2 separate regions of the Zea mays genome follow, and region 2 is linked to region 1. The links are chromatin contacts, called in public Hi-C maps. All regions are on one chromosome and are shown on one strand. Each heading gives the region's core, a stretch centred on a gene start, on an enhancer-like site or on the middle of the called end of the contact. The rest is flanking DNA. Distances are from core to core; before and after follow the strand shown. Region 1 holds the start of LOC100281369 (glutathione S-transferase). Region 2 holds the start of LOC100286243 (polcalcin Jun o 2).

What was found. A called contact is a pair of places that touch in the nucleus more often than the background predicts.
Region 2: a Hi-C map of leaf shows a contact between it and region 1, with 4 times the contacts expected there. The contact joins the promoter of LOC100286243 here to the promoter of LOC100281369 in region 1. A contact is called at or near these places in 2 of 25 Hi-C or Micro-C datasets (both in leaf).

Annotation. Positions count from the first base shown.
Region 1 is chr3:151,447,577-151,450,276 of Zm-B73-REFERENCE-NAM-5.0, reverse strand. It overlaps LOC100281369 (glutathione S-transferase), which reads left to right and starts at 1,381. Exons shown (of 2, transcript NM_001154287.2): 1 at 1,381-1,694; 2 at 1,775-2,325. The coding sequence starts at 1,683. The coding sequence ends at 2,146.
Region 2 is chr3:151,609,754-151,612,631 of Zm-B73-REFERENCE-NAM-5.0, reverse strand. It overlaps LOC100286243 (polcalcin Jun o 2), which reads right to left and starts at 1,625. Exons shown (of 2, transcript NM_001159131.2): 1 at 907-1,625; 2 at 50-358. The coding sequence starts at 1,491. The coding sequence ends at 907.

The DNA.
Region 1 (2,700 bases), core at 132-2,631:
GTAATGGTGAAACAACTAGATTAAAATAACAAAATTTATGTATGGATAGGATCACAAATGTATTAAGAAACCTTTTCTCATAACAGTACTGTGGTATTATGTGTTTCCGTTGCAACGCACGGGCACTCACCTAGTACTCACTTAAATCTAATAGACAATATTATTTAGATCACTCATCATCCCCTTCTTCCCCGCCGCCCCCTCCCCTCACTTACGCCATGAGGGACATGCTAGTAGTATTAAATTTTGACCTCTCCCTTCCCCTCTATAGGATCGTAGCATTAACATGGGTTACATGCTAGTAGTATTAAATTCCTTAGTGAAACAAAACAAACATAGAAAATGCCATGCTGACAGATCTTAATTTGTTCAAATGTATGTCAGTCGAGTTTATGTCAACACCACGGTTCTTAGCCCTGTCACATTTTTTTTCTTTAAAACATAATAATGCTCTATTTGCATCTTAGTCAAAATATAATAACAACATTACTTTAGTTGACCACATGTCAGCCGTCGAAGATAAGTCTATTTTCGGTGTGAATGACACGTGACCACCGAAAATAATATTTTTTTTTATTTCGACGATCGCTTTTGAGCCGCTGAAAATAAACTTATCTTCCGCGGCTGCTATAAAATCACCAAAGGTTTATTTTCGGTGGCAACTACAGATGGCCAAATTGTAACACCCCAAATTCATGTCTTAGAAATCAGAAAAAGTTCTTATAAGAATATGGATTTAAAAATGTCTTTTAATAAGAATTTTATTACCTTGGGAATCATCTCCTTAAAATAAATAAAGGATAACATTGTATTTTGATTATTCAGAGTTGTATTAAATACTAAAAATGGAATCTAAATTTGAAATTCATAAAATAAACAACCCTTAAGATTTTTTTAATCAGATATTCGGAAGGAAATTGATCACGCATCTCCATTTCCATGCTGGGGTCACTGCTTAAGCCAACATATGGTTCATTCTCTAGCTCCCGACCAGCTTGCCCTGTGTGTGTATATTACATTATCTGCTCGATCCGCTTGTGTGTTGGTGTTTCTAGCTCTTTTTTTATAAAAGAAGTTTTTATTAATCAGATATTCAGATCTCTATGACTTCAGCTGCATCAATCAGTAACCACGACTGTAGGTTGTAGGTTTGCATTCAACGATTCTGTGGGTTGAAGCAGCTAAGCAACTTCTTCTGCTGAATCCACCACACAGTCGTCGAAAGAAAGGAGCAGAAACGAGAAAACGCTGACCATAGTTTCTTGCAGAGGAAGCAGTGCGCCTGCCTTCAATCTAACTACATATCCTATAGACGATATAAATAATAATGGTCTAGGCGTCTAGCAAGCAGGAAGCCACAACCAAACAGCAGAAGAAACATGTCTTCTTCACCTGTTAAGATCATCGGCCATTCGGTAAGCCCATTCTCGCACCGCGTCGAGGCCGCTCTGCGGCTCAAGGGCGTGCCGTATGAGCTGATCCAGGAAGACCTGAGCAACAAGAGCGAGCTGCTGCTCGCCAAAAACCCTGTCCACAAGAAGGTGCCCGTGCTCCTCCATGCCGATCGTGCCATCTGTGAGTCCCTCGTCATCGTCGAGTACGTCGACGAGACCTTCGACGGGCCGTCCCTCCTCCCGGCCGACCCCCACGACCGTGCCACGGCCCGTTTCTGGGCAGACTTCATGGACAGGAAGGTACTCTCAGTTTTTTTAGTGGAATCTGAAAAATAGATCTGCTGGTTTTACTGAACTGTGCTGATGAACCTGACCGACAGCTCCTGAAGCCGTTCTGGCTGGCGCACTGGACAGAGGGCGACGCGCAGAAGGCTCAGGTGGAAGAGGCCAAGCAGAAGCTGGCGCTCATGGAGGCGCAGCTCGACGGGAGGAGGTTCTTCGGGGGCGACACCGTCGGCTACGTCGACATCGCAGCCTGCGTGCTAGCTCCTTGGCTCAGCGTCGTAGAGGAGGTGACTGGAGTGGCCGTGGTTGACGAAGGTGAGTTCCCTGCTCTGCGCCGTTGGTCCAGAGAGTACAGCTCCTGCGAAGCTCTCAAGCAGTGCGTCCCGGACAGGGACCAGCTCGTCGCCTTCTATACTGAAAGGAAGGAGGCGTACAAAGTGTTCGCTAATGCATGGTTGCAGCAGTAGTTTGGTTTTGTGTGTGGAATAATAATGTATGGATCACAGATTGTCTGTGCTGAAATAACAGTAATGAGCCTAGCTAGATAAGTAAATAACCATATGCATGTCTCAGAAAAGTTTAGATGAGTTGACCATCGAAACCCCGATTCAGAACATCCACACAATCTATCCATGTCTATTCTGAGAAACATCATTCCAAAAAATTCCTCAGATTTAAAATGCTCACCTCAATTTTAAATAACTGCTATATCAATCAACCGCCCGAGCATAGGCTAAATTTATGGCTTACATAGTTACATCTGATCGAAATTGGTTACTGTCGTGGATTCGGAAACCGGGGGACAATGAGATTTGTGTTTGGGGGTTACTGGCGCGGACTCCTTCCGGATGGTAAATCACAGTAACTCGGACAAAGAACTTGAGACATGGGGTTTATACTGGTTCAGGCCGGAGCCCTAGCCCAGTGTAGTGTTGATCGTAGTATTGTAACGGTATGTGTTACTTCTAGTGTGCTTGTGTCGAGAAGGAGGGGAACATGTCCTTTTACATCTTAAGGGTAG
Region 2 (2,878 bases), core at 376-2,875, 160 kb before region 1:
GCAGCCAACGCTAGTCATCAGCTGTTTCTGTCTGTCATCCATCCCATGAGCCGCGCTAAACAGTTCTCTAAGGACTAGAATTAAGTATCCCTACCAAAACATACAACTATTTAGTAGTAATACTACGCAACCTGTGACAGGATTTCCTATGACAGGTGTACGTACGTATCTTCTACTAGTATACTGGAGCAGACAGATGCAACCCAAGGCCTCCGCATGTTCTGCTTCCAATTCCAACCAGTAGATATAAACTAATGAAGAGATTCGAGCTCCCATCGCGCCCTGATGATGCCAATGATTGATAGGTACGCAATCAGGACAATTCCTCAAGCTCCTCCCCACCTTCGCAAGAATATTCCTGTTCCATGTTTGAGATCTTAAGAAAAAAAAATCCTCCACAAGTTCAACAAAAGATCACTACAGCTTTTATCTGCATCGAGCTAAATTAACAGCCTACGGATTCCACCGCGCTGAGATTACCAGATTTACATTGGATCTAACAAATACCAAACAAACATGCAAAAAACATTCACATATTCCGAGAGGTGGAAACACACGAATTAGAGATCCACATAGGAGTAGGTTCGAATCGTCTACTCTTTCATTCACATAGTCAAGCATCCGCATCTCTAGAACAGAAGTTAGCTCTGAACCACTGCTTTCATCCAGGCTCCAATCTTGCAAAAAGCAATATCCGCCGTGGTTCCCAATTATTAGTAGAGAGAAGAATCTAGCGCTAGTGCTTCTCCATGATGATCTTGGCTTCTATATACACTTTACTTAAGACCGCACACGACGCCATACGCTCGGCTGCTGTGAACGGAGGGGGGGGGGGGGGGGGGGGGGGGGGGGGGATGGGTGGAGCAGCAGGGATTCGAAAGGGCTGGGGAGGGAACCTCTAATTACCTAGGCGATCTTTGCGAAGCATGCTCCTCCCCTGGCCATCATGACCTTGAACTCGTCGAAGGAGATGAGGCCGTCGCCGTTCTGGTCGACGCCCTCGATCATGCGGCGGCACTGCGCGACGGAGGCGGGCTCGCCGAGGCTGCGGAGGACGCGCGCGAGCTCGGCGGCGGAGATGGCGCCGCTGCCGTCGGCGTCGAAGACGCGGAAGGCGTGGCGCAGGTCCTCCTCGACGGCGGCCGCGTCGCCGGCCACCGTGGCGTTGAGGGCCGCGAACTCGGGCAGGCTGATGAAGCCGTCGCCGTCCGCGTCCGCCTCGGCCATCATGCGCGCCACCTCGTCGTCCGACGCGCCGTGGCCCAGGCTCTCGAACAGCGCCGCCAGCTCCGACCGCGAGATCCGCCCGTCGCCGTTCGCGTCGAACTTGCGGAACACGCGCGCCATCTCCTCCTCCGCCGTCGCCCGCTCCGGGGACCCGCTGCCGTCGCCGTCGCCCGCGGCAGGCGCCTGCTGCTGCGGCTGCGGCGGCGGCGGCTTGGAGGAGCGGCGGCGGAACAGGGACGGCACGGGCATCCTGATCTTGCCCATGTCGCGTGGCGTGAGGGGGCTGCGACTGCGAGGGGGTTCGGCTGGATCCGTCACGGCTGCGGTTTCGGTTCTGCGACGGGCGGCGTATTTATAGAGGCAAGGCAGAGGCAGTTCCTTTCCCATTGCTATCGATCACGGATCGCAGCCAGGGAGGGAGGCCGGGGCCCGGGGAGGAAGCTGCGGCGTCTAGCTGTTGCGCTACGAGTCCCTGCATTGTGGGCCTGCGTTTGGGAAGCCGTATTTGCTTCGCACCTGCCAGTGCCAGTGGGATTGCGGATCCCGCAAACCTGCTTGTAGTTGTAGTATTGTAAAGGCAATTTCCCCCCTTTGTTTGTTTCAATATATAAGATTTTATTTGCTAGGTTACGATTAAAAAACAAGTTCGTTCGAAAAAAAGGGAAAAAGAGAGAGAGAAAAGAAAATAGTATGCTTAAAGGTTGCTTGGCCCGCAAAACACCCCAGATGATGGCATGAGCCAGAGGGTCCGAACGAACATGGCGCCACCACATGCAAACCTACCACTTTGATGCCGAAGCATGTACTATGTGAGATGGGGGCAAGGCGACGGGTTTGCTTGTGAGGGTCGTCTGTCTTTTTGTTCCTTTCTTTTAGTTGGAGGACTGCTTAAGTAAATGTGGGGGAAGTAATAGTCACTGCTATTGGATATGCGATGCGATTCTTGTGCGATGGGTAAGCTGCGTTTAGAACGTGTGTGTTTGAACCAAAAAAGAGCTGGCGGACGGTTCGGCCCTAAGGCCGGACGGTCCGCGGTCCGGACAGTCCGCGCCTGTGGGCCGGACGGTCCGCGCGTGCGCCGAACATATTAGGGTTCCGAGTTTTGTGCTACGGTTATTAGCTATATTCGCGGAATTAGCTTGGAATCAGTTGTGTAAAGAGTTCAGCCCCCCTCCTCTATAAATAGAGAGGTCTACGGCCGATTTTAAACTATCAACCGAATCAATACAACTTCTATTCGCATTTATTTCCAGTACAAGTAGAAGTAGTTCTAGTCTAGTTCTAGTTTAGCCTCTCGATCCCCAAATTCTTCGGCTCTCTTCGACTCTACGCCGATTAGAGGAGTCTAGGTCGGCCGGCCCGAGCCTAGACAATCCCTAGGATCTCTCCTTCCCGACGGGGTCCCTCCCGGGAGCGAGATCCAGGCGCCGCCGACGATCTTCCGCCGCCCCTGCGCACGCGCGGACCGTCCGGCCGTCAGGCAGGAAACCCTAGCCCCTGCGCCAGGTCGCGGACAGTCCGGCCCCAGGCCGCGTACCGTCCGTGCCTGACCAGAGAGCACCGCTGCCGGTTCTTCTTGAGTATTTGACGCTCCGAAAAGGCGTCAACATACTTTTTGGCGACTCCGCTGGGGACATACATATCTAAGCTC